Regions from separate parts of the Gossypium hirsutum genome. Here all the other regions are linked to region 1. The links are chromatin contacts, called in public Hi-C maps. All regions are on one chromosome and are shown on one strand. The core of a region is the stretch at or near the end of the contact, and the rest is flanking DNA. Distances in the headings are between cores, read along the strand shown. Region 1 has its middle 29 kb from the start of LOC107952808. Region 2 holds the start of LOC107957239 (transcription factor GAMYB). Region 3 holds the start of LOC107957446 (F-box/kelch-repeat protein At1g22040). Region 4 has its middle 9.6 kb from the start of LOC107904393.

Evidence for each region. Hi-C and Micro-C count contacts between places; a contact is called where the count stands out from the background.
Region 2: a contact with region 1 is called in a Hi-C map of petal, with 4 times the contacts expected there. The contact joins the promoter of LOC107957239 here to the enhancer-like site in region 1. A contact is called at or near these places in 4 of 34 Hi-C or Micro-C datasets (hypocotyl, leaf and petal).
Region 3: a contact with region 1 is called in a Hi-C map of seedling, with 4 times the contacts expected there. The contact joins the promoter of LOC107957446 here to the enhancer-like site in region 1. A contact is called at or near these places in 3 of 34 Hi-C or Micro-C datasets (callus, leaf and seedling).
Region 4: a Hi-C map of seedling shows a contact between it and region 1, with 2.6 times the contacts expected there. The contact joins two enhancer-like sites. A contact is called at or near these places in 12 of 34 Hi-C or Micro-C datasets (hypocotyl, leaf, petal and 1 more).

What each region holds. Positions count from the first base shown.
Region 1 is chrA05:34,771,377-34,777,843 of Gossypium_hirsutum_v2.1, reverse strand. No RefSeq gene overlaps it. Among protein-coding and RNA genes, the nearest start is that of LOC107952808, 29 kb to the right of the region's middle. Within about 2 kb of position 4,638, at least 6 of the 9 cell types and tissues checked have an H3K27ac peak or open chromatin away from gene starts, as enhancers often do.
Region 2 is chrA05:35,164,523-35,171,644 of Gossypium_hirsutum_v2.1, reverse strand. It overlaps LOC107957239 (transcription factor GAMYB), which reads left to right and starts at 1,427. Exons shown (of 5, transcript XM_016892710.2): 1 at 1,427-1,660; 2 at 1,767-1,873; 3 at 2,686-3,107; 4 at 3,972-4,971; 5 at 5,294-6,104. The coding sequence starts at 2,745. The coding sequence ends at 5,601.
Region 3 is chrA05:34,460,212-34,466,724 of Gossypium_hirsutum_v2.1, reverse strand. It overlaps LOC107957446 (F-box/kelch-repeat protein At1g22040), which reads right to left and starts at 3,907. Exons shown (of 4, transcript XM_041112293.1): 1 at 3,338-3,907; 2 at 3,016-3,050; 3 at 2,086-2,292; 4 at 1,551-1,960. The coding sequence starts at 3,403. The coding sequence ends at 1,906.
Region 4 is chrA05:35,270,689-35,277,217 of Gossypium_hirsutum_v2.1, reverse strand. It overlaps the pseudogene LOC121229081. Among protein-coding and RNA genes, the nearest start is that of LOC107904393, 9.6 kb to the left of the region's middle. Within about 2 kb of position 4,672, at least 8 of the 9 cell types and tissues checked have an H3K27ac peak or open chromatin away from gene starts, as enhancers often do.

The DNA of each region.
Region 1 (6,467 bases), core at 3,389-5,888:
AGGTGGAATAATATTTAAAAGGAAGTGATTAATTAGAAATATACATTGAAAACATTAAAAACATCATAATGATTGAAATCAATCTACTATGGTGATAATTGAAAGGTAGAAAGAGGCCTTTACCTGATGGAAGATGGTATGTTTTGGTGATAAAGGAGACCACAAGAAAGTCAAGCAATGGGGGCTAAAGGAGGAGGAAGCTTAAGCACAAAAGATGTATGTAAAATGAAGATGGGAATGTGTTGTGAAAATTGAAAACTTTGAATGCTTATTTATAGGGGAAAATTGGTATTATTGTGTCATAAAGTAGAAATTCTTTTGGTTTAAGGGTGATTTAAACTTTTAAACATATGTGAGGATAATTTTAATTTGATGTATAATTTGAGATTTAATCTAATAGTGCAATATATTTTTTAATTAATTAATTAAATTTTTTTAGTAACAACGATTATAATTTTTGTTTTAAAGTCTTTAGCTCGAAAATATTTAAATAAATAATATTTTTTTATTTTAAGAATTGAGCTTTGTATAAAAATTTACTTATAAATGCTAATATTCATATATATATATACATATAGTATATATGAGGTTTAAAATTAAACAAATTTAAAAATAAGATGCTATATGTATTTCATAAGAATGATTATATAAATATATATAATAATGTCAACAGTTAAACATGAATTTTAAAATCTGAAAAATAAAAATACTAATTTTTTTTATAATAAAATGCAAGGATTAAATTTCAAAAATTTAAAAAGTATAGAGTTTTATAAAATATTTTACCCAAAAATAATATAATTATATATTAAATCAGTGTGAATGGTTGTGAAATTAAGTATAGTTACATATAAGGTGATGATGATTTGTGAAATTTGACATTACCTATATTTTCTTGTAAATATTAATTGGAATCATGATATATGCATATATGGTTAGCATTTAATAAATTTAATGTACAAATCCATTATAAGATACTGTTAACTTATTTAAAACCCTAACACCTCATTTAAAAGATTTTAGAAATAAATTACTTACTATTCCATTTAAATGTTTATTGCTTTGTTAGATAATACCAAAACTTGCCATAAACTCAAATTAACTGTAAAAAGAATTGACAGCTCTATACCTGGCTGTATTTATTTCATACTGTATTCTTAAAACTATAGTTTCAAAACCATGGGTGTTAAGAATTAAGACAAAACCATTATTTTCTGAAATAAATAATTTAATATTAAGATAAATTTAGTACATATTAGAATTTTAATATTTATTAAAAGAAAATTTTTATACCATGTATAATTTTAACCCAAATGTAGATTGGTGGGCTAATTGTAGCCCAACCCTTGGGCCTAAAGAAAGGGCCCAGTCTTCATTGCAATTTCGGTTTCTATATATTGTATCCACATCAAAGTTGGTGGCATTTTAAAACACTACTAGATTTTGTCACTCACATAATATGGATGAAAAAATAATAATTTATACTAATTCTCAAAACATTTTTTTTTGTTTTAAAATTATTTAATTATAAATATAGGTAGAGTGATAATAAATTTATATTTTAATATTATTAAATGCATGTTAAATTTTTAATTCTTTTACAATTAATCTATATTAAAAGAGACATAAAAATATTATATGACAAATTGAATCTTCACCTTATACATACAAAAACATTAATAATTAAAAACTATATAAGATGTAAACTAAATTAAGAAAAAAAATATTAAAAGCAAGGATTAAGGTTGAAATTAAATTACAGTTTAAATCTGAGGGAAGTAAATAACAAATATCTCAAAACGCAATAGTTGCTTCTCTCCCAACCCACGTGAATTGGAAGCTTTGCAGGATGTTGAATGTGTTTTTTTTTTTTTACTAAATTCATAACTTTTATAAAGTCTAGGGACTAATAGTAAAATTTAATTTTTTTTAAAATAAGTAATTTTAGTTATACTGAATAATAAGTATTTATATATTTTTACATAAAACTAAATAATTTAAATGATATCTTTGTTTATTACTCAAAAATTTTAAATGATAAAATAAAAATCTATCAAATTTAACTTAGTATTAAATTTAGTGAAAAAATTAACAGAAAATATAAAATCTATTATTGTTAGTGAATAGTATAGACTTTTATATAATTTAGTGAAAAAAGAGTGAGTTGACACATGGCTCAAACAATCCTTATACTTTTTAATAATTTCTTTTTTTTTTTTTGCTTAATCAAAGTGCAGCAACTTCCAAAACTGTAGCAAAGCAAATCAAACAGCAAGAAAAACAGTCCCCACCTAGGAACAAAAACCAATCACAGACAAAATACAACAAACAAACCACAAAAACCCCACTGAACCCTCTGTTAAACAGACCACAAAACAGAAAGAAATTTGCACAAATCACCCCAAAAAACCACAACACAACCTATAAATATACCTACAAGCCCACAACAATAACACACCTTGAGTCACCACCATGCCTTAAACATGCCCTGGCTTTTCAAACCAACAACCGCCAGCGCAAAAGCCATCTTATTCCCACTCTTGTCCACTATAAAAAAGGATACATTTCTAATTAACGACAACCTAAACTCGACTTCCTTTAAGAGAGAAAACAGCAACCACGGTCTCAAACCTTTATTCTCCATCCAATTAAACACCTCCATTGAACCAACCTCAATGAATAAAGAGCATTTACCATTTCATCCCATCTCTAAAACCATATCCAATGCAATGCTTATTGTCCCGTCCTCCGCAGCAAAGGAGTCTTTTGCTGTAAACGGGCCAGAAAATAAGGCCCTTGCCACTCCATTTGAATTTTTTAACACCCCTCCACACCCGACTTCATCCTCAAACGCCACACCACAAACATTAAATTTAACCCCACCATAACACGGAGAACACCAAAACCTGCCACTCACTTTTTTGATATTACACCAACTTCTATATGGATAGACCCACCAAATTTGCTCATCCACTTTCAATTCTTCATACATCGATCTTATCTACATCAAAGCCTGAGTCTTTGAAAGAAAAACCAAACTGGACATTTTCGGCCACTTTCAATCGAACATCAGCTTATTCCTCGCTAACCATACCGACCAACAAGCCGCTGACACCGAGATCATCCATAAACTTTTAACCACACCTAAATAAGAGACATTATTACAAAATAAGAAAAAATCAGGGAAACCATCAAATGGCCTCCATTTCACCTCCCACCAATCCAAAATTTTTCTCTAAAAATTCTCAATAAAATTGCAATGGAAGAAAAGATGAACCGCAGTCTCCTGTTCTCTGTAGCACCAAGGGCAACCGTCCTTAATTGACCAAGCTTCACGCCTCTTCTAATGAGGAACTCCTTCGTAGGAAGACGATCAATTGAAATCATCCAAAGGAAACTTCTCACTCTAGGAGGCACCTTTAACTTCCAGATTTTATCAAAATTGAAACTTAAATCCACCCCCAACACTGAGCAATAATTCTGTTAATTTTCTCACCGAAAACACCCCTTTATTGTCATGAATCCATAATAATCTGTCCTTCACCTCAGGGAACAAAATTATGTTGCTCAAAGCTTCCTTTAAACGAGAGACCATATGAATCTCCCCATCCAATAACAGACAAGAAAATAAATCAGCCCAATTTACCTCCATGAACCCATTCAACATCGAGAAATCTTTAACCAGACTATTTTTATTCAAGGCTAAACGAAATAGCCTTGGAAATTCCGCTCTCAAAGGACTATCTCCACACCAAACATCCTCCCAGAATAATATTGAACGTCCATTCCCCACCAGCCATCTAAAAGACTCAATCCCTGCCCATCTTGCTACTATCGAATCTTTCGGATTCTCCACAATACCCTTGCAAACCACTGACATATCTTTTGAATTGTTCATTTTGAAACGCCAACGTTGCGTAGGAGTTTCCATACTTTGCAGCAATTATTTTCCTCCACAAAGCTTCTCTATCCACCGCGAACCTCCAACACCATTTAGCCAAGAGAGACTTATTTTTAACCCTTATGTCCACCACTCCCGCGCCCCCTTTAGCCTTTGGCAAACAAATCTGATTCCATTTTACCTTCGCCATTTTCATCTAACCTCCAACGCTTCCCCACAAGAAGTTTCGTCAAATTTTATCAATCTTTTTAATCACTGCAATAGGCACTTGAAAAATTGACATAAAATAAATAGGCAAAGAGGATAACACGGCATTAATAAGCACAACTCTGTCAGCCCAAGAGAGAGACCTACTTTTCCAACCCGTTAATTTCCTCTCAACTCTCTTCACAATACCATCCCAAGAAGATATCTTCCTTGGATCAGCACCTAAAGGAATACCTAAGTAATTGAACGGTAAATCCCCAAATTTGCATTTACAAACAACATCCATTCTGAATACAAACTCCTCTTCAGTATCAAAACCCACTAAGAAAGATTTTCGAAAATTTATACTTAATCCAGAAAAGATTTCAAAACAACATAAAATATACTTAGTGTTCCTTACCACATCCTCATCCGCCCTTAAAAACAAAATGATGTCGTCCGCAAATTGTAGATGTGAAACCGAATACCCAGGAATAACGTCTTTAAACCCCTCAATGACCCCTAATTCCTCCGCTTCCACTAACATCAGATGCAAAACTTCTGTCACCAGAATGAATAAAAAGGGGGATAATGGATCCCCTTGTCAGAGACCTCTAAACATTCTGAACTCATTTGTAGCCGCTCCATTCACAAGCACTGCAGCCCTCGTTGATGACACGCACAAAAAATGGGATAATTTTTGGAAATTTTATAAATTATATATATTTAAAAAATTGACTTTTTTATTCAAATTTAAATTACATGTAAAGAAAAAGACATTAACTATGAAATACACGTGAATCACCACCTAAACTATTACATCGGCATCTAGTGTAACTATTAATGGCCTTGTTAAATTGTAACAAAGTTATCCAATTTGACAAAGAAATAAAAGGCTGAGAGCTAATTAAAGAAAAAAAATGAGTAGAAGCGAAATTGAGGAAAACCATTAAAATTGAAAACTAAATTTATGATTATCTAATTTCTAAATAGATTTAATGGAATAATTTTTTCCTAAGTAATTCGACAATGAAAGAAAACAAATTTATATATATATATAAAACTAAATCCGCACATATAAAAGAATTATCCTTAAAATTTAACAAATATTTTATTAAAAAGAAGCATCAATTGTGATGTTGATATGATAATGTAATATTGGTGATCTCATTATAGATAGAATATTTTATTAAAAAAAATATTGGCGTTTGGTTAATCAACAATAAAGGGCAAGAAATTGTTTAATTATACAATGCTTTACCTTTACGTATGTCAAATTTTTTGTCCTGAACCTCAATATTTTGTTCTTTGTTCTTTGCAAGTAATTTGTTATGGAATAGCTCATAACTTGAAATTTGATCTAATTTTATGAATCATAATTCAACCCACAATTAGTACTCTTGTAATCTCGTGAGGTGGACATTGATATGGAATGCCTACAACTTGGTGAGGTGAAAGGTCAGCACCTCGCGTAGTGGAACACCCCGCAATCTTGTGAGATATTACATTAGTCTCTCACGAGGAAGACATGCGAACACGCTTTGTGAGGGATACACAAGTACATATGATGACACCTAAGTGTGAATCTTATTAGAAAGACACGTCTAGGATACGCGTCGAACCTAAATAGGATACATGTTATCCTGACTTATATACACGACACATAACTACCTCCCTAACATGTCACATCAAGAAACCATGTTTTATAAATAAGGAAGAAACTGCTCCCAAGTGGAAGGGAGATAAAAAAGAACCTCAACTCACCGCGTCTATAACATGACTCACCCAAGCTCAGTTGTTCCTGCAAATGAAAAAATATATAGATAGGGTAAATCCAACCTATGTTTTTTATTTTCAATGTAACAATTTTCTATCTTATTGCGATCCTTCTCCCACTGAGAAAAACCCTCTTAAACAAAAAGTAGCCGAAAATCGCACCTAACGGAGATCCCGTGATGCGGGTAAATTCTAGCTCAAGGTTCAAAAAACCTTTAGTTTGATTTGGCCAGCCATAGTCTATTACATCTTCCCTTCGCAATTAGTGGTGGCGAAGCAGTAAAAAAGAATGCTACGAACTTGGGTGTTGTCCTTGTAGCGAGCGATAATTTGGGTAGGGGGTTACAAATTGGGGAAACATGAAAATTGCCTAAATTGATGAGAGAATGAATTTTAGCGGTGTACCTCGCCCAGACTCCATCTCGTTTTGAATGACGGAACCTGCTGCTTGTATGTTGTTGAGATTGTGTTTTATCTCAGGCAATAAGTTAGCTAACCATTGAGGTAGTCAAACCTTCAATAAATTATTGAAGTTGACAAGGCACGAACATAATTGAAGTGAGCGAGGTATAAGACCTCGTCATGCTTCGTTCATTTTATTATG
Region 2 (7,122 bases), core at 178-2,677, 400 kb before region 1:
GAGTAAACTCAAAAAAGAGCATAGTATAGTTATGGTTATAATAGCTTATTAAATGATGAACTCATAAATTTGTTCATTAATTTCAGTTGGATGAAAATAGTATTACATAAAAATATGGGTATATTTTAAGATATTCGTTACTAAATTCCTTCCTAAAATTCACCTTAAAAAAATATCATTACATATTAACTAACTTATTTTAAGTTAAAATATGAGTTTTCTTTTTTTAAATTTATTATTTTATCTCCTTGTATGTTTTTTATTTATTTATTACATTTAAATAGTTATTGATGTTTACTTTTGCATTCAAATATTTAATATATTTGAAAACAATTCTGATATAAAAATTTAAAATTAAAACTTGAAATTACAATATTTTTCTCATAAATCATTTTAATATCTTAGCATACAAATAAGCCAAGTTTCCAGAAAGGGCTTTGATCAAGAAAATTAGACAAAGAGTCTATTTATGATATTAATCCTTATACTCTTTTCACATTTATAATTTTAACCCAAGAGTTTAATACAACTATTGTTTTTTATTTGATAATTAAAGGTCTAATTGATAATATAATTAAATATGAGATTTTAAAAAAAAATTAATTTGCTCAATAGCCAATATTATACATATAAAAAAATAAATAAGCAAAATATGGATTATAAAGTTTTCATTTTTAAATATGAGATTTTAAGTTTCTTTAATATTGTTTTAAAGAAATAGAGTGAAAGTCGATACTTTATTTTATCTATATGGTTTTTATGTAATTTTAAATCGACTCTCGAGCAATTTTTTTTAAAATTTTAATTAGTTCATTTATTTTGCGAAAGTTGTAGATTTAATTATTATACTCTAGTTTAATCAATTTTAATCTTTATATTTTTTGAATTTGGTCAATTTTAATGTTAACCTAAACAACATCAGTTAAATTCAATTACTAGTCATGTACTATGCATATAGTTGTAGATTTAACCCATATTTAACAATTGGATCATTTTAAGTCCGTGTACTTTTTTGAATTTTAAAATTTTAGTCTTGATGTGAATGGCATTTGTTAATTCATTAACTAGATTTTTGGTGAATAATACGTGAAACTAACAAGCTGATATGACATTACCCATATGCTAATATGTTTGCCACATTAGATTTTAGAAATAGCAAAAATTAACTTAATGATTTAGTAGTTATTGTTTGGTGAGGATTGAAATTTTAAAATTTGAAAAGTAAAAAAATTAAAATATATGGATTAGATTCATAACTTTCATAAAGTACAGGGATAAATTGTAAAATTTAACCAAGAAAAATACAATATCTTTTACTTAGAAAATATATATTATTTTATTTAAATGAATAAATTGATAGAATGAAATTCATTAAAAAAAACAATTAAACAAACTATAATAATAAAAATAATTCTCCCATTCTTTTCTTTCTTTCCATCTTTTGCTCCTTCATTTCCTCTCTTTTTTACATTTCTTTCTCTCTCTTTCCTTTCTTTATTTTTTTCTTTTTTTTCCTTTCTATTTTCTCTCTCCCCAAACACAAAACCTCAAAATTACAAAAAGAAAAGGCTTTCTTTTTTGTAATCTCTCCTTTGTCAGATCTCTCGATGTTTTGCTCTTTCTATTCTCGGATCCTTTTCCTTATAGCTCAAAAATTGAGGTTAGAAATATATATATATATTTCATCTAGGATTTGCTCTTTTATAATTAATGGTTGTAGATCTAGGAATTTATATCCTTTAATTTTTCTTTGTGTTGAATTTCAGGTTTTCCATTTTCGCTTTTGTCTCAGCTCTCACTTCAATCAGGAATCATTATTGAGCTCAAAATTTTATTTTTGGCAGTTTTCCCCCAAATTTTGCATCTTGTTAAGGCAGGTATTTGAGTTCTAAATTTTCTTAGATTTTTTTATAAAAAATTGTTTTGCTTCTTTAATGAATGAGCAACTTTGTATTTATGTAATTTAAATTTAGCATTTTTTTTAATATAGTAGTTGATAGTGCAATACTGCAGTTTATAATTTATTAATGATAGATTTTTGGAGTAATTTATTAGAGAATCATAGTGCAATAAATGAAATTTGGAATTTACTTTTATCTGAATTTATTAATGTCTTCATTTCTGGAAACGGGTCTCTTTTAATTTTTGAAAATGATATGTTATCTGCTTTCCAGTTTAGGTAAAAGGGTTTAATTTAACTTTCAAAGATTGGTATGATTTTGCCATTTTTTTTCAATATAATCGGAATTTGATGCTCGCTTTGGTTTGCGTCTAGGTTTGCTGAATTTTATATTCTGTGGATAGTTTTGTTTTCCATTAACTGTTTTTAGTCTTTCTGTACGTGATGAAATTTTCTGTTGTTTCTCAATTCCCCATCTCTAGAGTTGTGCCGATATTTCCCAAGGAGTTTTGATTCCTTTTATGGTTTTAATACGTTTATGTATGCTATCACGATTCTTATGTAGCATTTCAATAAAGGACTGTCATGGTTGATCCACTTATAGCTTGTCGCGATGTATAAAGAGTGAGCATGTATTTTAAAACAAAAATAATGAACCTGTTGGAGTTGGAGTGCAAGTATGGAAAAGTGAGCGGAAAAAAGGCATGGTCTTTATTTCTTCTTCCTTTTTTGTTGTTTATATATGTATTTTAATTTTGCGTGTATTCTATATATTTTTTTTTCAGGTTTTGAGTTTTGGATGGTTCATCCCTGTTGCTAAGGCTTTGTGTGTGATTACAAAGAGATGAGTCACACAAAACATGAGCGGGAAGATGGAATGCTCTCTAAGGATCAGACAGAATCGCCATATATCGATGATGGTAGCTGTGGAGGAGGTGGAGCTGGGGGAGTTGTTCTGAAGAAAGGACCGTGGACATCAGCTGAAGACGCGATTTTGATTGACTATGTGAAGAAGCATGGTGAAGGCAACTGGAATGCTGTTCAGAAGCACTCTGGACTATTTCGTTGTGGAAAGAGTTGCCGCTTACGTTGGGCTAATCACCTGAGGCCGAACTTGAAGAAAGGGGCATTTACTCAAGAAGAAGAACAGCTGATCATTGAACTCCATGCAAAGATGGGAAATAAATGGGCTCGGATGGCAGCACATGTAAGTGTTCAATTCATTTACTGTGAATCTAGTTATTCTCATGATCTGTTGAATGGGAGAAATATATTGAACATAAAAGAAATTTTAGAATTACATGAAGAAATAGGATTCTTAATATTTGTGTTAAGATCTGTAGAATTGCAACCTCTGCCTAATCTATATACAGAATTTCTTAATTAGTATCTTCGAACACTTCCGTTCTGTAATAAATTTGGAGCAAGTTACACGGAACATTATGCAGTACCCTGATAATTGCACTTAACTGTTTTTCATTCTATCTGAGCTCCCCTTGCTGCATGTTTCTATCATTATTCATAACCAATGACCAGCCCAGATTCTAAGATTTACTTATGTTCTCACTGTGGATTGTTTAAGTCCTCTGATTTTGGTATCCTCAGTTTCAGGAAGATCCAAATTGAAACAGTAATTTTTAGTGTTCAAGGAGTCAAGTTTGTCAAGAGTTAAGGTGCCCTCATATGTTATAGCAGTGTCATTCTTGGCCTGGTTAAAGTTGTCTTCTTTGAGGGTTATAGAAATCCAGCTCCTCATATGCACTCTTCTAGCCCATCCCCTTTTCTTATCCCATCTTATTGCTAAAGTCTGAACTAAAATGCAAAATTTAGTCCATGCCTTAAAACACTGTAATGAACTCTATTATTGGCATATTTTTCTCAATAATGTAAATTTTGGGCTAGATGCAAAAGAATTGCCACATGCCTTCCAGAATTCTATGATAGTTATTCCAGCCTGGGAAATGCTAAGCGTTTGTGTGAAGCATGATAAAACCTTCAGTTGTAAGATTTTATGTACCTGTCTTTTAAGTGTCTGAAATAAAATTCTCTATGCCTTGTTATTTCTCTGCAGTTGCCTGGTCGTACGGATAATGAGATAAAAAATTACTGGAATACCCGGATTAAGAGACGCCAACGTGCTGGGTTACCTCTGTATCCTCCTGAAGTGTCCTTGCAAGCACTGCAGGAGAGCCACAGTACCAGTGTGGTTAATGGATTGGATAAAGGACCTAATGATATCTTGCAGAACAATAGCTATGAGATACCTGATGTCATATTTGACAGTTTAAAGGCCAATCAAAATGTGCTTCCTTATGTTCCTGAGCTTCCTGTTTTATCCGCTAGCAGCATGCTGATGAAAGGTCTAGGTTCTTCTCAATATTGTGGTTTTATGCAACCAACGATCCATCGCCAGAAGCGTCTTCGGGAGTCACCAGCCTTTTTTCCTGGTTACACTGGTGCTGTTAAAAACGAATGCCCTTTGTTTATGCAGTTTCAAGATGATATATCAGACAAGGCTGCTGGATCCTTTGGGCTGTCTTTTCCAATTGAACCAGATCCTGCAACAAAGAACTCCCAGCCTTTTGGTGTATTCCCAGGTAGCCATGCCCTTTCAAATGGCAATTTCTCTGCTTCAGAGCCCCCTTTGGAGGCTGTGAAGTTGGAGCTCCCTTCACTCCAATATCCAGAAACTGAATTAGGTAACTGGGGCACATTAACTTGCCCACCACCTTTACTTGAGTCTGTTGATGCTTTTATCCAGTCACCACCTCCAACCAGTGGACTGGAGTCCGATAGTCTTTCTCCCCGTAATAGTGGCCTGCTGGATGCTTTACTTCATGAGGCAAAAACTCTAAGCAGTGCAAAGAATCATGCATCTGACAAAAGTTCAAATTCATCTACCCCCGGTGATATAGCTGAAGGTTCAAATTTCAACATTTGTGAGACGGAATGGGAAAAGTGTGGTGAACCTCTTTCTCCAATGGGTAATTCAGCAACTTCTCTTTTCAGCGAGTGTATCAGTGCAAGTGGCAGTTCATTGGATGAACAGCCACCTGCTGAAACTGTTACAGGTGAGCACCTCTCTGATCTCCTCATGATTTATGCTTTTCATGCATTATTGAAAATTGAAAACTATCTTCCATCTTGTTAAAGGTTGATTTTTGTTATCAAGTATTGATGTTGACATATATCCCGTAGATCCCTGTGATGTATAAACTAGTTAAGAATGAGATAATTTTCAAAAGCCTGCCAATTTCTTAACCAAAAACCTTGGTGTAAACACATTATCAACTTGCTTTATGTGTTTTCCACTATTTTTATATCATCAAATTCATTTTGTTTTCTCCAGATATTTTATGATAAAGAGTCCTTGAATTTTGGATTGTTTTTCAGAGTCCCATCTGAAATCCGAACCAGCTGACTGTGTTTTGACCCCAGAGATACAAAAAGAGGCTCCTATTCGGTTGGACAGTAGTCGCCCCGATACTTTACTTGCTTCAAATTGGCTAGAGCAGGGTTCTGGTTACGATAAGGACCAAGCCATCTTGACCGATGCCATATCAAGCCTTCTTGGCGATGATTTGCGTAGTGAGTACAAGAATATGGCAGAAGGAACATCTATTTCAAGTCAAGCATGGGGTCTCGATTCTTGTGCATGGAATAACATGCCTGCTGTCTGTCAAATGTCTGAACTCCCTTGAGATCTGCTATCGCAATTGTATGAACTTCTCTGAAGCTTTTTTTGTTTGTTTGTTTCATTCATTCCATGATTTGATGTGGGTAGGCAATCGGACCTGATGTACTGAAAGTTCATTTGGGGTTGAGATCATCGTAATATGGTACCAGTCATGGATGTTTTTGGTCTGTTGTCTATGATGTTTTTTTTTTCTTTTTTTTTTTCTGTCGGAACTGTTGAATGCATGCATGCCGATATGGAGCTCTGAGGTATACAAATGCATTCTAGATGTTGTTATAACTTTTAGAATAACCATGCTCTTTTAGCATGGACTCCCCAGACAATGGTTTGCTATGTGATGCACATGTCTTAAGTGAAATGCTTATTTGTGGTAGGGTTGTCAATGGTGTCCGGTGGAGGGAAACACTATTTTAATTTATAGCTAGATCTCAAAAATTGTCTCCATTCATATACAATCTGTAGAATTCGAGCTTGATTTGAAGTTGAGGATTAAAAGTTCAGCTTGAAGTTTGGTTTAATTATTTATGTTTGAGTTTAAATTGAGAGTTGTGAGCTATCGGAGTGAAGAATTAGAATGCAGAAAGTTGTTTTATAGTTAGATCTCAAATAAAAACTTTGTTTCCATTTATTTGCAATCTTAATCAGTAATCAAGTGAAGCATGATTATTTATGTTTTAGCTTGAGTTTGGATTAAAATTTATTTTATAGCTAGATTTCTAGAAATTTATTCCATCATCTTCTTGATAAGTAAGTAATATAGCTTTTTGTAAGAAATTTGATAGAGCCAGCCTGAGATTTGATGTTTGACTCCAAGTTGGGCTTGATTTTTATGTTTAAGAGTTCAAACTGAGAGTCTTCAATAAGCTCATGAGAATGCATAAATTTATTTTATAGTTAAATCCCAAACAAAAACTGTTTCATCATTTTAATCACTAGTCAGGTGATTGCATTAACAAATTCAAGATTCCAAGTTGAGGTGGAATTGAGAATTTTTAATCAACTATGCAAACCAAACATTGAGAACTCTAAAACTTTTATGTCCATCTATATAGGTAATTTTAATCAGTAATCTAGCACTTTTTGTAAAAAAAAAAAAAATGAACGTGAGAAAAAGATATGCTCGAGCTTGAGTTAAAATTAAATATTTGAAGTTTGGCTTGGAGTTCGGTTTAATTTTTACTTTTGTGTTTTGAGTTTGAGTTAAAATTATGTTTTTAATAAGCTTAAGAGTTGCTCGAGTCAAGCGTTAGAAAGCACCAATTTGTATTTTAGATAGATCTTGAAAACTTTGTTTCCATTGATATACAATCATCTTAATAAGTAATCTTGACTTAAAAAATTCAAGATTGAATCACACAATTGTCAATTTGATTGTCACTGCGATGAATAACTTAAAATAGAGTAAACAAAAGATATAAATAATTATTTACGTAGTTCGGTTTCTCTACATCTGTGAAGCATAGTTTAGTGAATAAACCCACTATATTTTTCATTGAGTGAATCATGTCCTAACACTCCTCGATGC
Region 3 (6,513 bases), core at 2,658-5,157, 310 kb after region 1:
TAAACTTAATTTTTAAATTTATTTTATGCTACGAGATTTGGATCTTTAACCCTTTGAATCTGTACTATACTATTAAGCAAAATTCATATTTCTAGTAAATATCTATTATATTTAATTCTTATTTAATATTGTAAATTATTACTTCCTAGATCATGCCATTTAACATTTATGGCAGTTATTAGGGATTATAATATCCAAAGGACTTTTATTGACATGTGAGCACATCCACCATGGATGGAAGTTGCAAAATTTTCATGTGAGATGGAGAAAAAGCGAGTGTATTTATATAATATAAAAATCAAAATTACATGTATGTAATAAGGACTAGAATTTTTGCACCCTTCATTATTGAATCCAGCATCATCCAGTTGCTTTTCTTTTTTCTTTGTCGAGGAATGACTTAAGTAATGGCGAAATATAAGGGAAATAAATAGGATCAAAATTGTCTTCTTTTTTTATTTTTTATTCAATTAAATATCTCTAAAAATTTTACATTACTGTTATATTATAATGATGATAATTAATAAATTTCTTAGGTCAAAAATATCTTTTGTTTTTTTATCTTTTATCTCTAACTAAAAATTTTAACAGTGTTTTATATCTATCTATCTATAATATAAACTAGCTTTTTACAACAGAATATTAAAATTTTATTGACTTTTATGTTTTTGGTATATTTGCTTTCATTGTTCGTTTGGTGGTTTTGTTTTTTGTTTGTTTGAATGGATTATAATTTGCTTTCATCCACCATGGATTGGTGCTTTTATTCTCATTTTAGAAAATAGTTAAAAAGCTCTTCACTTTTTTCCTTTTTTTCCCTTTCAAAAAAAATCATCATGGTTATGGGCAAGAAAACGAACAGATTGTCTCAAACAGCAGTTATCAAACAAATTTATAATTGTGAGCACTATATTAGAAAAAGTTACTTACCCTGGGTTTCCAAAGTACTATATTAGAAACCAAACAGATTGCCTCAAACCTATGCTGAATGCCTTCTCTAAGTGTTTAACTAGGGAAGTATATCGCAATGGTCTTTGCCTTATACAAATTCTAACATTATTCAGCTTTGAATTATCAACTCCTACTTTCCCTAAACACAACTTTGGAAAAATATTTGGAACTCCTAAACTACCTGAAAAAACAGCATTGCAAGAAAATGTTCAGAATGATTTTCTTCGATAAAACAAAAGGTTTTAAAACAAACGGACATATTAAATAACACCTAGACATGGATCATAAGTCTTGAATTTTGACAATATTCGGAACCAATTACAAGAACAATGTTTACAATTCAAGTAATAAAACAAAACAAAAGGATGCAGCCAGGACCATGTTACCAAGTGAAAGGCATGTGAATAAATGTCAGGATAGATTCAATGCATCAATATTATTTCCTAAACACAATTGTAAAACAAATCGTCATCTTCTTACACTTTGTTATGAGGGAGAAACAATGCAACTTCAGCTACAGTAATCAACTCTTCCCTCAACTCATTTCAAATCAAACATTGATATTATCATTATGTCAAAGCCTCAAACTTAAATATGTATGAAGTAAACTATAGTTATATGACTTAGCTTTATTACTTGGAAAATCCGAAAACAATAACTGTATAACAAAGCGTCATACTCTCCTGACAAGAAAAGCTAAAACTTCATTCAAAGTACTTACAGAAGTTAATATAATGAATCTTCAAAGCTATCCTTAACAAAAATTTTACTTAATTTTCTGCTATAAATGCTTGGATGGGTGCTTATGATTTGAACATCTACAAAATTCAATCTTCAGGTTTGACACACAACTTGCCCAGACTTGGAGTCTTCTAGAATTGAGTCATCAATGATTTTGGAGATTTTGTAAGCTTCAATAACAGAGATAACCCCAAGTCAGCTGAGATCCCTTCACTAAAATCTCCAATAAAACATGTAGTTTGAAGGTTCTTTGACAACTTGAAAGCCACTGAAACGAGTTACAGCATCAGAAATAAATAGTGCTGGCCATGCAGTAACAACAAAGTTCAGTGACCATGAACAATACTATTTAAAAATCTCATAACAGTCGCCTTCCACTTTTGTGACACCAACCTTAAATTGAAGTAGTGAATTCTAGGAATTCGAGCAAGGATCTGCAATGACAGCTCATCAGGAAGACAAGGAATCAATCTTGAGTTATCTTTATTCAAGCATGAGGACTTATTTTTCTTCCACGTTCCACTTTGTAAGACCTCGTTGCAGTCATTTATCGAACTCCTTGGTGCAGCCAAGCTCAGAACAGCCCCCATGAATTTTAGCCTGCTTGCTGCAATGTTGATGTCATTGTACTTCCATTGATTAATGAAAATGTTACAGATGAAAGAACCGAAGTAAAACTATAAGATGCAATGCTCATTATTAGACCCAACAAATGCATCTTCAGGCCATTCTTTGACTTTCAGCTAGCACAAACTTAACATAAATCAAAAGGAAACACCCTTTACTCCTCTTTCTTCTCCAAAAAGCCAAGCCAAAATCTATGAAATTCAATTCAACTATTCCCCCAACCTCTAAAGTCTCTACCCCCAAAAGAAAGGAAGACAATATAATTAAACTAACATAGCATTGGACTAAATAATTCATTTAAACCAATTTCCCTGCAATTGTGTTCAAAGATTAATCCCCATCCCCTCCCAGTCAAAATATCATTACCACCCTATTCTAATTCACGACTTTATGAGATTTTAATTCTAAAACAAAGCACAAGTTCTCTATACAATATGATTATTTAAAAATGATATAGCTAAATTTTTGTCTTTCACTTTTAGTCTCATTTCCAAAATCATTTTAGAGTCATAGATAATTATCATCCTGCATTTTTGAGCCAATCACTATCATATTTATTATCAACTAATTTAAAGGCTTCATACACGATAAACATTATATGTCCAAATAAGATTCAGAACAGGGGGACACTACATGACTATTCCAAATTCTCAATACAACCAGAAAGAAGTTAACCAAGCAGCAAAGGAGACCCACCTATTCTGGCTGCCTTCCAAAAGAAACCACGGAACCTGTCAAACAAGCATATTACACCAAATTAGCTCCAATTCTCAGCACTTCCTACCAATAATTTCTGATTCCAAAGTAGAAGCTATAAATACTAGAAAAAAAAAAGTTAATATAACCAGTTTAGATACCAAAGAGAAAAGACAAAGAGGGCCAAGATTAACTGGAGTTATGCAACTTTAATTAATCCCATCGTTAATTAATCCCATCGTTAAGTGGAGCTATGGTATAACAAAGAGGGCCAGAGCAAGTAAAAGGAGAATGAAAGCAACTCCTTGATCAATGGCAGTACCATCGTTGGACGGAAGTGGTGCAGGCGATGAACCCATGCCTTAACCCCAGAAAAGAAAGCATACATTTTCTACGACTTTCCTTTCCCTTGTAGGCCTATCACTACTAGGCGTCACTGGCTCTTTCTTCTCAGCCGAATCTCGACCAGATTTCCTAGAACTCCTCTTTCTACTACTACCTTTGACCTTTTTAGTCCCTTCATCTTCACTCTCTTCTTCTTCCTCCTCCCCCCTCTTCTCTTCCTCTTCTTCTTCTTCTTCTTCTTCTTCTTCTTCTTCTTCTTCTTCTTCTTCTTCCTCGTTCTCCTTCTCTTCAATATCTATTTGTTTCTCCAAAACCCTAACAGATCGATAGAAAAGGAGTAGCTATGGTGGGTGAATTCAAATTTTGAAAGTAAAAGAGAAAAAGAAATAAGTACAAACTTGTATTTGGGGATTTGGTTAACGAGCGGGTAACCAAATTGGGTGAGCGGGATTTTGCCTTTCTTTATAAAAAAAATGGCCTTTTGCGGCATTTTCTTAAAAAACGCCGGTAATTCTTAGATTTTTTGCTGCCACTATAACTCAACTTTTTGCGGCGGTTTACCTAAACGCCACTATTGCTCAATTTTAATTTTTTTTTATTTTTAACATATTTTTTTCTATTTTTTCTTTCAAAATTTTTGTGTTGAGATTATCATTTTTTAGATTTTTTTTTAAATTTTGAATATTAAACTTTTTAACTGAAATATGGACTAAAATTTTAAATTTTAAATATTAAATTTTTAAGTTTTTTATTTTTGATTTAATCATAGAGATTTTAAAAAATAAATACATCAATATATCTTTATATTGAATAAATATAAATATTTATGTATGCAATATATAAATATAAAATGATGTTATATCAATAATTGTGTTAATAATTTATAAGAACTAGATTAAATTAAAGTTTATATATACAATTGCACCCTGATCCCCATATTTATCCCTAAACACTGAAAACTAAACCCTAAATCATAAGTCTTAAACCATAAACTCTAAACTATAAATATAATTAACTCAATATTTTAAAATTAATACTCTCTTTTATAATTATGTAAGAAAATATTTATCATATAAATTAAAAAACACTAATTAATTTAAACCCTAAATTCTTAATCCCTAAACCATAAATCCTAAAACATAAACCCTGAATCAGAAACCCTTAACCCTTAACCCCTAACACCTAAACCTTAAACCCCAACCCTTAAACCACACTTAAACCATAATCCCTAAACCTTAAAATAGTAACTCATAAACATTAAACCCTTAACCATATACCGTGAACCCTAAACTATAATGCTAATTAATTCAATATTTTAAAATTAATACTATCTCTTTTACAATTATATAAGAAAATATTTAACATATAAATTAAAAAATAATTTGTCATATACCAAAAATAATTACGGGGTATTGACTGGAAGGCCGGTGGGAGGGGTGAATCTTGGGGATTTCAAATCGGGGAAAAATCGTTAGGGATTTGGGATGTCAAATTCAGGAATGGGTGATAATAATTTAGGGATTTAGGATGAGGAAAAAGGGGGAAATAGAAATGGGAAAAAACGGGGAAAATGATAGATGGGATTACGGGATATTGACTGGAAGGCAGGTGGGAGGGGTGAATCTTGGCGGTGGAAGGGTTTAGGGTTTTAGGGGATATAATTTAGTGTTTAGGGTTTTTAAGGTTTAAGGGTTTACTCTTTTAAGGGTTATAGATTAGTGTTTATGATATTTTTCGGGGTTTAAAATTTTAGGGGTTATATGACTTTTAGCGGTGTTTTACAAAAAGCGCCGCTAATACTCTGGTTTTTATCGGCGTTTTACCAAAAGCGCCGCTAATGCTCTGGTTTTAGCGGCGTTTTACAAAAAACACCGCTATTTCTCTATTTTTAGCGGCGTTTTAACAAAAAACGCCAGTATTGCTCCGTTTTTAGCGGCGTTTTTGGTAAAATGCCCCTATTGCTCTGTGTTTTACAATTTTTGCCGCTAAAGCCCTATTTTCCTGTAATGCATGTAGTAGGATATAATAATTTAGTACTAAGCTTACCCCACAACACTTTCCAAAAGTGGCTTAGAAACTTTACATCTCTGTCAGATGCAATGGTGCAAGGTATCCCATGTAGGCGCACTTCTCTAAAGAATAAGTCAGCCACATGTGTAGCATCATCCGTTTTGTGAGCCACATGTGTAGCATCATCCGTTTTGTGACAAAATGAAGTGAGCCATCTTTGAAAACTTTCCAACAACAACAAAGATACTATCTTGACCCTTTTTAGTTCATGAAAAACTAAGAATGAAATCTATGGATAAGTCTACCCATGGAAAAGAAGGAATAGGCAAAGGAGTGTAGAGCCCTTGAGGCATTACCTTTGATTTTGCTTGTTTACAAGTAATACATTTAGAAGATACCTTTTTAACGTCCTTCTTCATGTGCGACAAATAAAAATGTTATTGTAGAATATCTAGTGTTTTGGCGACACCAAAGTGTCCCATTAAGCCTCTACTATGTGCCGCACGAATTAATAACTCTCTCATGGAACATTGTGGAACACATAACCTATTTAGGCAAAAGAGAAACCCATCTACAAGATAAAACTTGTTAATGGCACCATTCTCACAATTGGAATTTTTTTTTTTGCAAAATTAGCATCATTTAAGTATAAATTATTTGATATGATCAAACCCTAAGACTTTAACATTTAATGTAGCTATCAAAGAATATCTACGAGATAAGGCATCAACAACTACATTTTCTCAACATGTTTTGTATTTAATTACATATGGGAATGTCTCTATGAATTCTACCCATCGAACATGTCTCTTGTAATAGCTTAATTTTCAGTGGTGTCGGAACAGTGATTCGAAATCACTAAATCCGACAAATGAGTAGGAAATATTATTAATTTAGTGAGTATAAGTTAAATGTGAAGTTAGGAAAAATTTTGAAATAGTGAATAGTGTACTAAAAATAAATATTAAAATAATTAGAATTGAAAACGAGGTATCGAGAACTCAAAATTTTTAAATGGAGCCATAACCATTTTTATAAATATTTATGGAGTGTTAATAAGTTAGTATTAAAGTTTCGTAAAGAAATTTTAAAATTCTGATAGTTAATTAAACAAAAAGGACTAAATTGTATCAAATGCAAAAT
Region 4 (6,529 bases), core at 3,423-5,922, 500 kb before region 1:
ATAGTATATAAGTTAAAATAAAGAAGAAAAGATGACACTTTTTCATCATCTTCTTCAATGATTCATCTCTTTGGCCGAATATTAGAAATAAAAATTGGTTTCTCCATTTTCAAGCTTTGTTCTTCCAATTGATCGAGATTTACAACAAGCAGAAGATATACACGAAAAAGGAAAAATTGTTGAATAGTCCCTAACGTTTTATATGTTATTTTTTTTCCAAATAAGTTCATATGATATAAATGTGTTTAAGTTTTGGTGTTGAATTGTACTTAAATGCATATAGGAATGTTAATTGAAGATTTAAATTAATTACAATTTGGTACAAAAGGTAAAAATCAGACTAAATTGAGAAAGAATGATTCTGAACTTACATTTTGAAGTTGTTCTGATGAACTTAGTAAAAGTCTCGTACACATGGTTATATGTTGATTTTCGATGATTCTGAGATCCATCATTTGTTGCGGACTCGAAAATACATGTGACATAGGTTTAGCTTAGACGAGTAACCTATTTTCATGTTATAGGTTTAGCCCGAACGAGTAACCTTACATGTATATATAGCTCTGGATAGGCTATGTGATGTATCAAAAAGGGTTTAGCCTAGACGGATCGCTAATGTATATGATTAGCTTTGATGAGCATTAGACGTGATTGTTACCAATATTTTTGAGTTCTTTTACGGTGTTCATCGGGCAATGAATTGAAATGTGAAATTGTAATGTCTAGTAAAGTGATAAAAATTCAGAAGTAGTAGATGAAAAGTTGAATGATAAATTAAGATACACATACAAAATGTTTGGCTTGAATTTGATATGACGTAATTAGAGCATTACAAGTACGATGATATGTCAAAACTCACCTTGTTGATGTTGTTGTGTTATGTCATGTTAGGTGAATTTGCTTTTGCATAATGATTTATATATATTGAATGGTTAAGGTAAGTTAATTGTTTGTATCGTATGAACTTACTAAGTATTCATAATACTTACTTCGTTGTTGTTACTTTTCCTGTAGATTTTGGATATTCAGAATGTGGCGATCGGATTTATGAGAAGCTCACACTATCCATCTCCTGATTCGATAGACTTTTGATTTTTTAAACTCAATTATATGTGGCATGTACTTAGAACTATCAAGGCATTTGTAATGTTAAATAAGTTTATGGCATAGTTAATTTTGAACACCTATGGTAACTTATGGTAATGTCAATTACTTATGTTCATAGTTGGTATAATGTTGGCATATATGGATGGGCAATTATTCTGAGTTATGTACATATGATCTAACTTATGACATGTTTTGAATAAGTAATATGGAATTTCATAAATAGGTAAAATGGTTGGGTTTGATTCATGTATCATTATTGTGATTTTGGTGCCAAATGTGGCATATTGGTTTTGTGGATTGATTACATGATCATGTGATATGTTTTGGCATGTAAATTGTTCTGTTTTGAACAACTTTTAAATGTTTTTAAAAGCATACATAGGCATATTTGGTAAGGTGAATTGGAACAAGCATAAAATGAACATATTTTTGGCCAAAAACAGGTTTCTCATCCCGATGTCGAGCTTCTCTCGTTGCAACGTTGGCCAACAGCCTATTACGTCTCGATGTCAAATGGTCCAACGTCGTGATATGACCGACTGTTTGGCGACATCATAACATGGGGAGAGCCTCGTCGCGAGTTAGCCCTGTATTTTTCAAACTTTGCAATTTGATCCTTGTTTAATCCCAAGTCAACTTTAGAACTCACGTAAGCTCGTATTAAGCTAAAAAAAGTTTAAATTTTCTTTGAATAACTTATATTATGATTTATAATGATTTTTTATTCGAATTATCCGTTAAAGGTCTGTAACTGTTCCATTTTGTATTGTAGAATTCTGTAGCTTAATCCTGGCGAATAGGACAAGCTAGGCGTGTTACATTTAGTGGTATTGGAGCTATGGTTTAGTTAATTCTCAGGCTGAACATAGCACGTATCGAGTCTAGAAAATACATGCCACAATAACATGTGACAGTGTGATGATTTTTTTATCCAATCTGATTTTATTTTTCTTATAGATATACAATGTCGGTCGAGTCTAACCATGTCGTACCAAATGAGGTAGATAGTAATGTTTCGACTTTCAAACAGGGAGCAATTCATAGCATACGCGTATCCTAAATACCTAGAAGTAAGGACTGTGGTGTTTTCTTCCAAATGATGAATGAATGATTTACACAATTTATGAGAGTTAACTCTGCATCTCCGCAGCTCTTCCTTTTTGTTTGCCTCCCTCGGCACCTTGCTGTCCTTAAAGTTCAAGTCTAATAATTGTGAGGTTTATTTAATGATGATCTAGCGAAAGCTGAATACTAGATGGAAAAAACTCAGCAAGTTCTTGGTGAATAGCTTGTTCTTCCGGTGATAGTCTAAAATGTGTTATATCTCTGTTGAAAAAAGAAGCGTACCAATGGTGGATTACTTTGACATTTGTGGTCTCGAGAGACAGAGTAACATGAGATTTCTTTCAGATTGAATTTAAGAAGAAATATATCAATAAAATGTATCTAGAAAAGATTAAACGAGAATTTATGGATTTGAAACATGAAAATATGTCAGATGTTGAATATGAGTGTAAACTCATTGGCCTGAGTAAATATGCTCGAGAATTTATACCTTCAGAGGTTGAGATTTGTAGTCAATTCTAATAGGGTTAAAACGAAGACATACGAACGATAGTGGGTGCATTGGAAATAAAACAGTTTGTGGTATTATTTGAACGTGCCTAGAAAATAGAATAAATTTGGAACGATAAGAAACGTGCTAAGGCTAAAAGTGAGGATACCGGGAAGCTTAGCATGGCTAAAACTTTTTTTACTCTCCGTCTAAAAGAACGAGGGATTTTAGAAGCCAATCTGTACTACTACCGGAAATCCGAGAAAATGTGTGTCCAAAAAAAATTACTCAAAGACTCAAGCTACATCAGTAGCGAGTGCTAGTAGTGTTCGAAATGTAGACAAACCCATTTGCAAGCATTGTTGAAAAGGGGATAATATGATGCATGTCGAAAAGGGGAGATCGATAACTATTGTCTAATCATTTGTTGAAATGTTTTGTTAAAATGTTAAAGGGGAGATTGTTGGAACTTTAACTATCTGGGGTGTCATTGTTCCATTTCTTGTTTGAATAACACTAAAGACAATAAGGTAGGACATCACTTGGGACAGATAAAGTACAATAAGTTTGTTGGCATTTTTTACTTGGATAATTTTGGTTAACTTCCTATCAACAAATAAACTTTGTTTTTTTCTTGGTTTAATTTTAACATTGTTGGAGCTTAATTTTCAAATGGTAGAAGAAAGAGAATAGATTGATTTAAAGATAACCTTATTCTTTTACTTGGTGACTTGGTCTTACTTGGTGTTGAAGCTTATTTTGAATTTACTTGGAGAGGAAGCATTAATTCAAAATTTAAAGGGGGGATTTTTGTGTGGATAATTTCTTTATTTTAAATGTTGATTTATCTTTTCAAGTTACTTGGAGAAGCCGTCGTAGTTGTTACTTTTTGCTCTGTAATTTTGCATTCTTTTTTTTTAGGTATTGCTTGGAGAGTAAACTTAAACGAGTTTGGGCTATAATTATCATTGTTGTAAGCGTAAATTAAACTTTAGCTAATAGGTGATCCGGACAATAGTTAAATAAAATCATTAGCGAGGTTCTATAGGGTAGGATTGACGAATTCGAATTGCGTTACCAAATATTGTGTGTTGATTTTTCCCTTAGCCTTGCTTTCCTCTTATAATATGTTCGTTAAACTACCAGCACACCAAAGCTTTTTTTAAGTCTTTGCCTAGGATTTTCGCTTTGGTGTCTAATAAGGTGGGAAAAGTTTGTGAGTTAGGAAGATAGGAGAATGGAAGCTAGAAGTAGGGCATTTGTTTGTGAAGAACTCCCTATGATTGGGAATTGAATCAGTGGGAAGCCTTGAAGCTCTAGTTGGAAGGGTTCAATTTTGGGTCCATGCAAGCTGATTGCATCAGGTGCTACGATTCATCAATAGGAATTTATTCGTCTAAAGATTATTGCAGGTTGGTGTGTTCAAAGGGGATGGTATCTTGTACTGCTTGGAGGAAGCTGTGGATTGGTCTTACCCCTCTTAAGATTGAATTCTTTTCCCTACAAAAGTGGAATTTGCTAAATGTGTGGTTGTTTCTGATGCAATGATCATTTTTAGTTTATGCCATCTTGCTCTTAAGTCGGTTGTCCATCTCTGCCTTAATTGTGAGATCTCGTGGTGAATTTTGCTGAGATAGGTGGCCCTTTGGAATGTCAATTGGGCCTGCCCCTGTAACGCTCGGTTGTTCCCTGATGCTTGAGTCCAAGCTGGTAGGTTGAGCAGATGGGCTAAGGCATGGGAGGTGGCATTTTTTAACGATCTCTTGGTTTATCTGTCTTTTTTTTGGAATGAATTTGTTTCCAAGGGGAGGGTCGTTGATATTAACTATTTATTCGACCTTACTTTGATGAGAATAGTATGGTGGAGTAACGCAAAATGGCCTAAAGCTACTCTTTCCTTGAATGATTTCCTTTTATGCCATAAATTTCGTAGGATGCTCAAGTCGACAAGGCGGTCTCTATCTTCCCTTCGGATGTCGTCCGCTCCACGGACTTTGAAATTTAGTGTTGACCCGGTTAGAATTAACCCTGGACCAGCTGGTCTTCAGGGATTTTATCCGATCATAATGGTACTACCCTTTTTACTTTCTCTATTGTGATTGGTGTTTGTGACCCCTTGATTTCTGAGTTACAAGCTGTTAAAGGAAGCTTTGGATATCTTCGTTGCTTGTAACGGGCTAGCGGTGCTAGATTGATTATTGAGAATGATTATTAAAGGTTAAATTCTACTACTTTTTGCAAAAATTAATGGATTATCCTAAAACCATACTTTTCGAATTTTAAAATTTCAATCTTGATGCAAATGATCATTATTAATCATTTAATTGGATTTTTCATGAGTAATGAAAAAATAATATGCTAATATGACATAACACATGATAATATATTTGATGCATCAGATTTTGAAAATAACAAAACTTAATGAATTTAATAATTACCATTCGGTGAGGACTGAAACTGAAATTTTACCGGGAAATCATTTACATTAAGAGGAGGGCTTATGGGAGTGCAGATAAATTGGCAAAAGCTGCCATTCTTAAAGGAGGCCCTGGTGGGATCTCATTTGCTTCCTGGTGATTTGGGGGCTGGTCGTGGCCACCTGCTACATGGGTTTGGCTCTTGGTCTTTATTTATGATAATATGTTGTACCTTTAGGGACAAAACTACACATTTAATTTCAAAAGGAAATTAAAAAAAAAAGAAAAAAAAGAAAAGGCGCACAACTACACATTTAGGGACAAAGCTTACCAGTTGAATTAATTTCATAGTAAAAAAGTAAATACATGAAGGGGGAAAGAAAAACTCTTACAAGAGGGAAGCAACCGTTACCGGCATATGAAACAATGGCTGCCTCTGGAAGATGCATTGACTTCAACCTTATACCTCAATTGAAACCAGAAACAGATTCCAGAAGCTAGTTTGTATATGCAAAACTTTCACACTAGCTGCTACGGGATTGTTAGAATGGGGCTGATGATGTTCTACGAAGCTGATATTTTGGCTCGGGAGGAGGTGCGGACGGCAGCAGCTTCTCTAGCTCCTGAGAATATAAAATCCCAGAACCAAGAATGAAAACAAATCGTATGCAGTAGTGATGAATGAAACTTGTAAAAATTTTCATGTATGAAACCATGAATGAAAACTACATGCAGAAGCAAATGCAGTTGTAATATGTGCGGTATCATTTTCAGGCTGAATTGAATCAGAGAAAATATTTAAGGAGTTAAGATTTGAGGGCTGGAAACACAAAAACAAGGAAACCAATGCCGTCTCCAGTTGTTTCTTGTACTTCTCACAGTAAATCAAGGATCTTAGGTTCTATGCTACTCGGACTTGAGTGTAAGTGTAAGGGACGGGTATGTATCCTGAGACAGGTTTTCTTAATTTTTCTCAACATTCCATGTGCTTAGAGAGTCTATGGAGGATCATATCTCCACAACCATGTCGGAATATGCAACAAATACAGGTACTTCGAAAAAAAATGGAAAGTTGGAGTAACACAACTATTCATGGTTAAAGGGTTTGCATTAATATTTAACAAGATATACCTAACATTTAAAAAAATGAGCGAAAGCATCAAACCTAAAAAACCCATTTTGGCAATAAGTGGAGGGCCAACTTTAATATAAGACCATAAGAACCCAATACTTAACAGATGTGGATAAACCACTTAAAACTTCCCCTCACATGAAGCTAACAGGGATTACAAGTGGACAACTGCACCAAGGGTTGTCAACCTCACACGGAGTTCAGTAGGATCAACAACATAACTGACCCAAGGCTCTAACACCATGTTAAAGCATCCAACTTAAAATCAATTGGTAATAGGCGGTGGACCCGACTGATAATATAAGACCATAGAAAACC